Linked DNA regions of Ovis aries: region 2 is linked to region 1. A link is a contact called in public Hi-C data. All regions are on one chromosome and are shown on one strand. Each heading gives the region's core, a stretch centred on a gene start, on an enhancer-like site or on the middle of the called end of the contact. The rest is flanking DNA. Distances are from core to core; before and after follow the strand shown.

Evidence for each region. Hi-C and Micro-C count contacts between places; a contact is called where the count stands out from the background.
Region 2: a Hi-C map of liver shows a contact between it and region 1, with 3 times the contacts expected there. The contact joins two enhancer-like sites. A contact is called at or near these places in 3 of 16 Hi-C or Micro-C datasets (liver, retroperitoneal adipose tissue and skin fibroblasts).

The regions. Positions count from the first base shown.
Region 1 is chr1:64,231,026-64,236,793 of ARS-UI_Ramb_v3.0, reverse strand. No RefSeq gene overlaps it. Among named protein-coding and RNA genes, the nearest start is that of LMO4, 210 kb to the left of the region's middle. Within about 2 kb of position 3,558, at least 15 of the 54 cell types and tissues checked have an H3K27ac peak or open chromatin away from gene starts, as enhancers often do. A contact at or near this core is called in liver, where this site is marked.
Region 2 is chr1:64,397,793-64,403,560 of ARS-UI_Ramb_v3.0, reverse strand. No RefSeq gene overlaps it. Among named protein-coding and RNA genes, the nearest start is that of LMO4, 41 kb to the left of the region's middle. Within about 2 kb of position 3,185, at least 10 of the 54 cell types and tissues checked have an H3K27ac peak or open chromatin away from gene starts, as enhancers often do. A contact at or near this core is called in liver, where this site is marked.

The sequences.
Region 1 (5,768 bases), core at 2,309-4,808:
AGTGATAAAGAACTCACCTGCCAAAGCAGGAAACATAAGAGATGTGGGTTTGATCACTGGGTCAGAAAGATCCCCTGGTGGAAGGCACAGCAACCCACTCCAGTATTTTTGTCTGGAGAATCCTATGGACAGAGGAGCCTGGCAGGCTACAGTCCATGGGGTCGCAAAGGGTTGGACATGACTGAAGTGACTTAGCATGAACACACGCACGCACTGGGGGACTGAGTGCTAAGAATATAACGAATGCATATATCCCTCCCTCTGCAAGTCAGAAAAGAGACAAAGGAGTCAATAGCTGAGAGAGAGAGAGAGAGAGAGAGAGAGAGGAAGCCTAACCAAATGCTCCTACTTGGGTGCAAAGCGGCTGCCAGCACCCCCGGCCGCCCAGGCATGCGAGGAGGCGCTTGCCGCTGCTGCCACTGCAGGATGGCAAGGAGTTCTGTGCCTTCGGAGGAGCGCCAAATTCAATGATGCTAATTGCACTGCAGATTCCTAGCATCATTAGCAGTTCTTAAAATTACATTTTGCCCTGCTTAAGCTCTCTATTTCCAGCTTGGTATATGGAGGGAGCCAGTCTCTGAAGGGGATATGGGTTACCAAGAAATTCAATTGGACCCATTGACTTCAGGTGTGCAGGTGGAGGCTGGTCGGTGGGGATTCACAGACCAGGAAAAATGCTTGTTTATCTTATTTTAAATGCTGATTGCTGAGAGAATAAACAAAACCCGCAGCTAAATGGGCCTTAAAGGAACGCTGGGAATTTTGGAAAGAAAGAAAGCCTTACCATATAATGGTCGGAACTAGCCCCGTGGGTACTACGGTGACAAACACCATCGGAACACCTGGAGCGATGGAATAACTTGCATTTGAAATAGTTGCTGCAGAAATAACCACGTCTCCTCTCTCCTTTTGTTTGTATTTAAAACAAACAAATAAAATCCAGATGAATAGATGTTTTTGCTTTGTTTGTTTCCTTAAAGAGAACATATTTGCTCATTAGGAAAGCTAGACAGCCAGCCCCAGAAACGAAAGCCCGGAGGGTCATGTCTCTTTTTGCAAGGACACTTTCCCCCTAACACTTCCCAGCCCAAGCCCCTCAACACTGCTGAGGAGAAAAGGGACGTCCTGAGAGCAGAGCAAGTCAAAACTTGCCTGTCCTAAGTCTGTGACTCTCAACACTGGGACAGCGCTCTGTGGAGTCTACCGTGGAGTCAGTGAGAAGCCACTGACGTCACGCCCTCAGGAACTGGCCTCTACTCTGATCTAGCAACAGAAAGGGAGCCAGTTCCTGGGTATTTTCCCCAAGAATTTGTGCCATTGAATTAAATTACTAAGCATATACCCACACAAATACATATGTACACATACATGCAGGCGCATACACCCACTTAGAAATGTACGTCATATATACGGCTCCATGTATACAGACATACAGAAGGAATGTATAGCTTTTGATTGGGCTGTCTTTTAATAATCGTGAAGCTAGTTTTAATGAAACACTGTTTAAGGCTGCCGGTGAGCAAAGGAGCCATCTTTTGCAGAGCATGAATAAACTGAGTCACAAGCAGTAGAGGACAGCTAGCTGCATCAATCATGTTTGTACTATTTATTCATAAATGAGCTCAGTTTACAAACCCCGACTTTCACCAGAAGCTAAGACATGGACTTGCTGCCACACGTGGGAACATTCCCATCAGATGGTACACCAATATTGGTGTCCCAAAATATTTTCTGGAAGGGAGAGGCCTATGTGAAAACCCCATGGTACACTTGAGTAAACTGACATGCCCCCAAGTTACATCATTTATTCCCAGTGACATGGCTACATCAGGAATTCCTCTTCAAGGGTCTTGGAGGGTGGGGAGCCAGTTACCCTCCCTTCCTTTCTAGCAAGGAGAGGACATCATAGCCCATAAAACAAAGGAATACACTCAAAATTCAGGGAAAGTTACTCCTTATCCAAAACAAGAGGAGAAAAGCATATACTTCTGGATGTCTGTAAAGTCAGTTTGGTTAGAAACTAAAGCAATGGCTTCAATTTGATTATGCTACCAGCTATCATATTGTAGCCTTCTTTATCTTCCCAGAGGGCACTTTGTCTACGTATTAGTTCACAATCTTCACCACTGCTCTATGAGGTAGGCAGTAGTATTCCCATTTCACAGGCCAGGAAACCAAGGATCAAGAAGTAAAGTAATTTACCCACGATGCCAAGGCTCTCAGAGCCAGCGGTAGAATTTCGACATCCTAAGACCTGCAAACACGGGGCCTTTGCTCCTGTAACCCCTCCTGGTCCTCTCTTTCCCTTTTTCTTCTGCCAACTCTTCACGCTCTGTCTAGCCTCCATTTGGCCTCACCGCTGAAGCTTAATGTAGTTGAAATTGCCATCAGCTTTCCAGGCCTGCACTCCTCCTAGGGCACTGTACTTACTAGTTAAAAAGGCAACTTCTGGGGCAGAAAAAAAAGAAACAAAAAAGAAAGAAAACTACCCTTATCCTCAAATCACTACCAGATCTGATGGTCCTAGTACACGCACAAAAAAATACCTGAAGTGTGCTTTCTGCCTTGAGTAGAAATGAAAGGGACCAAATGTGGCTTAATTCCTGATTCTCTGGAATGGAGGGACGCCATGGTGTGGGGAAGAGCCCCTAATCCTGCCTGGATCAGTGCCCAAGGGGTCAAGACCCGCGACGGGGTCCTTGGAGGAGGAACCGAGACCTGGAGGCCCAACGGGGAGCTGGGACCAGCGGGGAACCCGGTGGGGCCGGGAAGCCATTTGTCTGGATGGGGCAGAGGAAACGGGTAGAGGTGGAAAGGACGATGCAGACCGGGACGTAAAAGGACTGCAGTCGCGTTTAAAGTGGGGAAACTTTATCGCGATTTGAGAGGCCACTGGGACATCTCTGCAGCATCCCAAGAAAGGGAACGGAAAAGTGGAGGCCGCGCCCGTGCCCGACTCCCCCGCCAGCCTCCAGGGGGCGCTCGCGGCGGCAGGGCCGGAGGAGACGGGTACAGCACGCACCTGGCTGAAGAGCAACGTGACACCCTCGCCAGGCAGACCCCCTCCTGCTCCACAGTCCCCACGGCAACCTCTCTAGGCCAACTCGGAGGCGCCCGTCATGCGAGCATAATTTGTGTCACGTCTGCAGTCTTTTAAAAATAGAAAGATGGGGAGGTATATTTAGCGCCCCCAACCTTCGTAACGATGCCACTCAAAGCAAATGAACCGTTAATGACACAGGAGGGGCGGGGGTGGGGGAGGTGGGGTTGGGACGACGGATGAGGAACAAACAAGCTTAGCCCTTTGGTGTTTATAATGCTGAACTGGAGGATCCTAACACCAAATGGGGCATGACTCCCATCGCCGGTCAGCACAACCTAGGCCTTTCCCCAGAAAGTAGCCGTCCTTTTGATGGGAGGACACTGTGGCGAGAGGTGGCCAGCCGGAAGGAACCCTGACCCTGCGTGGAAACCCGGAGAATTCCGCGGCGCCAAGGCGAGTCCTCCCAAGCTGCGACCGCGCCTTGCGCCGCGAGGATGTGTCTTTGGCGCCACCTAGTGTCTGAGGCGGAGACAACGCGTGGCGAGGGCTGCAAGACAGGCTGACTCCAGTCCTGGGATCTTCACCGTTAGGCCCCGACTTTGAACTAGACTGGTCATCCTGTGGACCAGTAATATCCTCTGGCTGAGCAGAAAGTTTCCCAAGATCCCTGTTCCTGCTGCCTCCAAAACTAAGTAGAAAAATTTTCAGAATAAGTGGAATAAACGACACTCCCTCTCCATGAGACATCCATGAGGTGATATCCGGTTTTCTCTAAATACAATGGCAAGTCAATTATTAATTCATTGTGGAAAAAAATATAGATGCTGTCATTGTATAGAGTCCGGAGAAGAACTGAGCTTCAGACCATCTGGAGGGGCTACCTCTGAGAAACACTGAATTGGGTGGGACAAAAATGAACTATTACTTTTGATTTTATGGCCAATCGAAGACCTCCAGAAAGAATCCTGCAGTGTAATGGAAAAAAGACAGGTCTGGGAGCCAGGATACTAGGGTTCTCATATTGGCTCTGCCTGCAATTATCTGCGCGACCTTGACCAGGGAGCAACCAGTTTTTACTTCTCACAACGATGCTATGAGGTCTGAATTGTTACCTCCACATGATAGATGAGGCAGTTAGGGGCTCTAGGAGGTTACCCAAGGTGAAACAGCAGGTCAGTGTCAAAGCCAAGCTTCAAGCTCAGGTCTACCCAACTCTAAAGAGCACATTCCTTTTACATAAAGCATTGAATCCCTCTGTGCTTTGGCTTCCCCATCTACAGAATGAAGGGGCTGTGCCTAGCGTCAGTTGGTCCCTTCCACAATCAGCAAATTCTGATCTAAGGTCTCTCTAGTCCTTTAAAACCCACTTTTAGTGCTCACAAACCCCATGGTGGTAACAAAAGGGGCTTTAAAAAGGATTCATCCACCTATAAAAACCATGGGATTTTATTCTCAGTTATGGGCAAGAGAACACCAAAACAGACCCGTTAGAACATCAAACCTCCTTTGAAATTTAGGATTGTGGAGAAAGCAGAGAAAATCTGCAGGGGCTGGAGTGACAGCTTGTGGGTCTGTAGCAAAAGCCAGGCCTGCAGGGCACTGCTTAGCTCTTGAGCCCCTGGCCTCTGGGGGAGGATAATTGCCTCTGATCACTGTTTAGACTTGATAAATACATGAAATCAGGCAGCAAACAGTTTATCTGGCTACCAGTTCAGATCTGGACAGAACTAGATTAAGGAGTCAGGCATATTTGCAATAACCTCAGAGATAAACCCTTCCTATCTGAGATAGGTTATCTCATCCTCGAGAGTTATGTTGCCCAGTAACTGCCACCTCGAAAAGAACAAAGGGAGAGACACGTTAAAAGGGTCCAAATCAGCTTTAAACCCCCTCTCCCCACTGACCTTTGGCTGGTCACCAGCCTGAAAACCAGGGGTTGGGGCCCTGTCCTTGTCTGGAAAGGCTGGGGAAACATGTTGGTTAAGTAGGAACCCCAACCCAAGATCATCTGACTCCGAGGTCAAAGTTTTCTTCATGGGCTTTCCCCCTACCTCAGAGGGGCAAGCTAAAGGAACTTCAAATGTCCCCAGCAAAGATAAGACCAGGAACTGCAGCTTAGATCTTGGGCCCTACAGGGCCACAGACTTACCATGTGACCAACGGCAAGTTCAGACTACTCTGGATCTGTTTCCTCAACTATGAACTGAGGGCTTAAAGCTAAATAATTTCTAAGACCCTATTGAGCCACTTCATGGGCCAGAATCAAACCAGCCGGTACCCTTTAGGGTTTTAGAGGTCACAGTCTTCACTGAAGTACCATGTCCCTCACTTACAGTCTTTCTCAGTTCCCTTCCCAGCCTCGACTCATTTCCTGACATTCCTCTCTCATTCCCTGGTCACATCCCTCCATCCACAAACTCCTTCCGACTGGCTCTGGGAGAGCATCACCACACAAAGAAGCCCTGCAGAGAGGACCATCAAGCACTTTCCATGGGCTGTGGACACACCTTTTATTTTCCATCTGTCTTTACAAAGTGAGGCATCTACTGCCCATTCCCCCCTTCCACTCTTCTACCTTCCCACCAGCAGACTCCTCAGCTTCCAGAATATTCTGCTGGGCCTTGGCTGGAGTCTTCCTCAAACAAGATCACTGGGGGTCAGGTGCTGAGACAGCCCCACCCTCAGAACCACCTCCCTCGCACCCAGCCCTGAAGAAGAGGCTCCC
Region 2 (5,768 bases), core at 1,936-4,435, 170 kb before region 1:
CAATGTCTATCGGGTCACAAAGAGTCAGATATAACAGAGTGACTAACACTTTCCCTTTTCAACACTGTATAGTACCGTGCCTGGCACACAGTAGGCACTTAGTATTTATTATTATTATCACTTTACTTAGGCCAAAGGGTTGGGAAGAAGGAGGGGATGGAGAAGGGAAACATTATAACCTGTATCATTTTGCCTTATCCTGAATCAAGAGGTGTTTACTTTCTGAAAAGAGATGCCTTCCTGAGTTAGAAAGCAATAATTAGAAAATTCAACATGTTTTCTAATAGGTTCTGCTCTTTGGCAGGAAGGTTTAAATTTCACTTAATATCATGCCTGACATTTCCCTTCAAAGGGAAGGAAAATTGGAAAAAGTTGGTGCCAAAGTTATTTTTGGAAAGAAAAACCAAACAAGGGGTTAATTTATTTGAAAGCTTTGGTTGTAAAACACCTAACAAGTTGAAGTTCTGTTTGTTTTAATTTTAAGTCACATTTAGAAGCAGATATTTATATGCGTATGTGTATTTACATTTTACATATGTGTACATATCTGGTCTGATTGTCATAGAGTTTACAGTTCTTTATTCCTATGTGAACAAAAGAACAGGTCTAGGACATGAAAGGGCCCCCCAGGTGGTGCAAGTGGTAAAGAACCAGCCTGCCAATGGAGACATAAGAAACACGGGTTCGATCCCTGGGTTGGGAAGATCTCCTGGAGGAGGGCATGGCAACCCACTCCAGTATTCCTGCCTGGAGAAGCCCTTGGACAAACAGAGCCTGGCAGGCTATAGTCCATGGGGTCTTGAAGAGTTGGACACAACTGAAGCCACTTCGCATGCTAGGACATGAAGCCCCTGTGCAGCCCTGGGAAAGCCTCTACTGTGGTGGGGGGCGGGATGCTGAGGGTAAATAGGTCTCCATTTGTTTGGCAAGGCTTCCAGCTTGGGTGTCGCTTACTGGAGCATTGCTATCCCTCCTTCCCAAACCCCACCCCTGCTCCCCACTTCCTTCTGGCCCCCAGAAGAAGAGGCTGAAGCCAGGCCCCCTCATAGGGACCTTTAATCCACAGCTCTCATCTCCGGAGCTGGGCTCCTGCCTGCCCTCAGGAGCGTAGCTGCTCTGCTGCCTCTGTTTCCTGTGGGAAGGTATCTAAGGGTGTCCTCCATTCTCTTCTGCTTCCTGGTTGGTAAGGAGCAGAATGTGCAGGTCTTGGTTGGGAAGATAGCTCTTCTCTGTGTTGCCCACAGCACATGTTGTAACAGTTAGTATCTTCCACTTCAAATTCAAACAGATGGTGTTTTTTTGTTTTTTTTTTTTTTAACCTCCTGGCCAATCTGCAAGTAGTTATGTGAGACTGGCCAAATGGGCTCTAATCATGGCCCCGGTTTTGGGGTCTCCCACTCAGGACTTTAGAAAATCAGATTCACTAATAACTCAGGAGACTCAGAAGGCTAAAACTTAGAAGAAAAAAAAAAGAATTTGAAGCTGAATAGGCTTCCTGCAGCAAGCAGTATCCTTGCTAAATAAATGTGAGCACTCCTTTTCCCTCATGAAGGGTGGGAAAACCTTTACAAGGAAAGAGTGGGAGGAGAGTCATTGTCCTTAAATCCATCCATGAGGAGTTCTGTGCACAGTGAAAGCTTCTATTTAAAATTCAGGCCCGAGCCCCATACAGGTGTTTGTCTCAGAACTGACAGTCGCTGGTGGCTCCACTTCCCCGACTCCCACCCCCACCCCTGCCAGAAACATGCTCCCCTCCTGGCCTTGAACATTCTCTGGGGCTTGGATTGGAATCTGGCTACTCTTTGGCATTGCCGTAATTACATTGGTCAAGGCCTGTGTTCCTGACAAAGAAAACATTCCTCTAACTCAACCTGAGTAATCCTTAATGAGTCCTTGTATCTTGTGATAAATTTCATAATTATTCAGCCCCTACCACTAACACCGAAATTCATCAGTCAAAGCAAATTAGCCGAGATTCATTAGAATAAGACATCTAGTAGGCACATGTACTTTATTAGCCTCTTACACCAATAGTTTTAATTAGGTACATATTTCACAGCTCTCGAGCTACTCCAGTGAAGGGCTGCCTTTATCTCTTTTATTTACAGTAACAAGCTATCAAACAAACACCACCATAATTAAACTTGGATATAAAAAAACTTGGTTTATTAATGGCAGCCTATTCGAGCCTTGGATTTCTGAAATCTGTACAAAACAGATATTTTTATTAATTAAATAAATACTATTCAATTAAACTGAAAAGATGAAGCGGTGCAGGAGGGGCCTTGAGCTCGAGTCAAGAGTGAGATTCTCTTCTTCCTTCCCGGCTGATGGTTTCCTCTAGCTCACCTTCAGCAGGGGGAAAAAAATCTCTTCATCAGATATTTTAGTGATGAGAAAAGTGATTAAAATCCAGAACATTTTAAAATTATTAATAAGGAATTTAAATGATGTTATAAAAAAGGGAAATACAGGAGAAAATGTTACACATTCATAGAATTTTGGCTCATGCATAATAAACAGTTGAAAACATTTTACTTATAATACCACTCAAATTAAAGAGGCAAGAAGCCATGCCACACGCTTTTATACGCGGGTGTCAATAAATGACAAATGGCGCCATCTGCTGGTCTTCCGGTTAAACACTTTCTATTCAGAGCCCAGTTGTCAGAGCCATCAGTTCTGAAAGTGAAAGTCGCTAAATCCTGCCCGACTCTTTGCGACTCCATGGACTATATAGCCCATGTAATTCTCCAGGCCAGAATACTGGAGTGGGTAGCCGTTCTCTTCTCCAAGGGATCTTCCCAACCCAGGGATCGAACCCAGGTCTCCCTCATCAGTTCTGAGGTTATCAAAAATAAAGGAAAGATAAAACTCCCTGTCTACAAATACTTCCCATATGGGTAGACAACGTATAACCCTATGAGAGAGGCAAAGTTTGAGCTTAATTCTGAAAGTTTCATCCAGAGGCTACAGGCAAGACAACAGGAGAGACTGCTAACCTTTCCGGTCTCTTAAGAGTCAACGCGAGTTGAGCTCTAACTGAGGTGAACACTAAAGAATCACAGTCAAATCCTCAAAAGGCACGGAGCGCGAAGAAAAACGGCAAAGTGCGCTCTCAGTTGAGGGACTAATGACGCCGACTGCCTGGGAACCCTGCGTTCCTGGATCACTCTGCGGGGAGAAGCACGGAACTTTGGAAAGGGACAACTGAGCTCTCTGGCTGACTCTGACTCCATCCATCAAGTCCTGCTCTGGAATATTGTTTCTTTGTTTCCGTTTCCACCTCGCTCTTACTTGTTTCTGGCCCTGTGCATAAATATGAAATTCCTCACTCTTCAGACCTCCCAGGGGCTGGTGTGAAACCAATAAAATAAAATCATTTTAATATAAATGAGCTGGATCGATTAACTAAACTAGTTTATACAAACCATTGAACAAAAATATATGTGGGACAACCTCTGAATAACTTCTTTTAAAATTCAAACTCTCAAAAAGAGAAGACCTATCCATAATCCCAGTTTCTGCAAGAAGTCTTCCCTCTCTTTAAGCTTGACCAACTAAATCAGTCCTTCGGAGGCCATCAATATTTGCCAATTGAAAATCTACATTTCCAGACACCACAGTCACGAGGACCTTTCTCCCGGGCCACATTTTGGAGTAAAATGTGAAATCCGACAATTTTTAAGACTCCTTTATTGTTGTTATAATATTGCTCACAAGAAACAGCAGAGAAAATAATTTACATTTTTATAGGAAATCGTTTAAAAGGTTATTGTGAATAAAAGTGTTATTAACAAAATTTGAGTAACTTTGTATTGCTTCTGCCCTTTCTGTGAGGTAGAACTCAGAAAGTTTCTTCCAATGGGACTGCTGTAAGAAGAGATTACCCCTGGTTCAGGCTGCCAGTTTATAAGGCAGGTTACTCACAATGTAGGGTTGATTGTGTGGGTGTAGGTGTGAATGAATTTCTTCAAGTCCATCTTCTTTGGGGCTTAAACGCCTGGGAAAATCGGAAGCAGCATGGAAAAACTTCCTGCTTGGGAGAATCAGCTACCTTGGAAATATTCCCTACTGTGAGTGAACAGTTCATTTTAATTCTGTGAGTTCCTTTCCAGGGCTCTGTCTTCCTTAGTGGCCCTATACCTACGATAGGAGTCCGTATCAATAGCCTCTGTTTTGTGGCCTTGGCCCTCTCTTCTTTTCTCAGCTCACTCTGGAGTCACAAATCTTTCACAGCCCTGGGGACTCCAAAGAACAAGTGTCTTTTCTGTTCAATAAACAAGATCCCTGCGTCCCTTGCTGGTACAGAATTTTAGCTTGAGGTCATGAAAAAGTTCTGAAGATAGCTAGTGGTAATGGTTGTACAACAATGTGCTATCCTTAATGCCACTGAATTGCATGCTTATAAAGGATTAAAATGGTGAATTTTATATATATTTTATCTCAGTTAAGAAACAAATACTCTTTCAGTAGCTGCCCATTGCTTTCTGGATCAAGTCTGAGCTTTTAAGTGTGCTCTAAAAGATTCTTTGGACCTTTCAACCCCAACCTATTTCTTCAACTTGTGCTGCCTTCTCTGTGTCACCCTGGAAGGACCGTCCCACAGAAATTCCTATAGTAAAGGAAATGTTCTATACCTGTGCTGTCCATATGGTAGCCATCAGCTACTATCTGTGGCTACTAGGCACTTGAAATGCGGTTAGCATATCTAATGGACTGTATTTTACATTTAATTTAGTTTTAAATAGCCATGTATTAGTGGCTACTCTATTGGATGGCACAGTTCAAAAACACAGAGTTCCATCAGGTTATTTCATAGCTCTGTGCCTTTGCTCATTCTCTTCCTTCATCTCAATGGCCTTTCTTCCCTTTCATTCGCAAACCCTGAGCTAAACATAAATGCCTCCAGGAAGGTGGGGTTGGAAGAACTCCCAGGCACTTGGTCTTATGATACCGCTTCTCACTCAAGTATTCTTTTATGCATTCATCCAGTCTTTTTCACAACTCCTTGTTTGGCAATAGAGATGCAAAGAAAAATCCAGTTCTTGATATAAAGCTCACAATCAGTATCTCTTCCAACAACCCTTCCTACCCTATTCTGCCCATTAACCAGGTCATTTGATCACCTCCACTGATCTCAGCCTTGCAATCGCTCAGTGCCTGATTTCACTCTTCCTCCCACCAGCTCTTCTTTCTTCAATTCTTGATCTACAGGAAAAAAAAAAATCAACTTTGTCTCCTACACCTGGCACATGGACAAATCTAAGAGGCTGTAAAAGTCAGTCACTACACAGAAGGGGACTGCATATACAGGAGAGGCCCTTGAACCAGGGATCTTCCCTCAACACCTTTAGGCTACCTCTCTATTAAAAATTGGTCATACACATCCCCAAAAGTCTCCCCTAAAAGAGGGGTTGCAGTCTCCTCAAGAATAAAGAGCAGAGGAACGTTGGCCATCCATATCAAGGCATAGCCAGTCAGGCCTTTGAGGACAGAAGATGAGAGCACTGGCTCTCAATTCTGGGGGCCTCAGAATCACTCGGGACAATTTTCTAAAAATAAGAATTGTTGGGCCCGACTGAGCGACTTCACTTTCACTTTTCACTTTCATGCATTGGAGAAGGAAATGGCAACCCACTCCAGTGTTCTTGCCTGGAGAATCCCAGGGACCGGGGAGCCTGGTGGGCTGCCATCTATGGGGTCACACATAATCGGACATGACTGAAGTGACTTAGCAGCAGCAGCTGAGACCTACTAAACAGCCA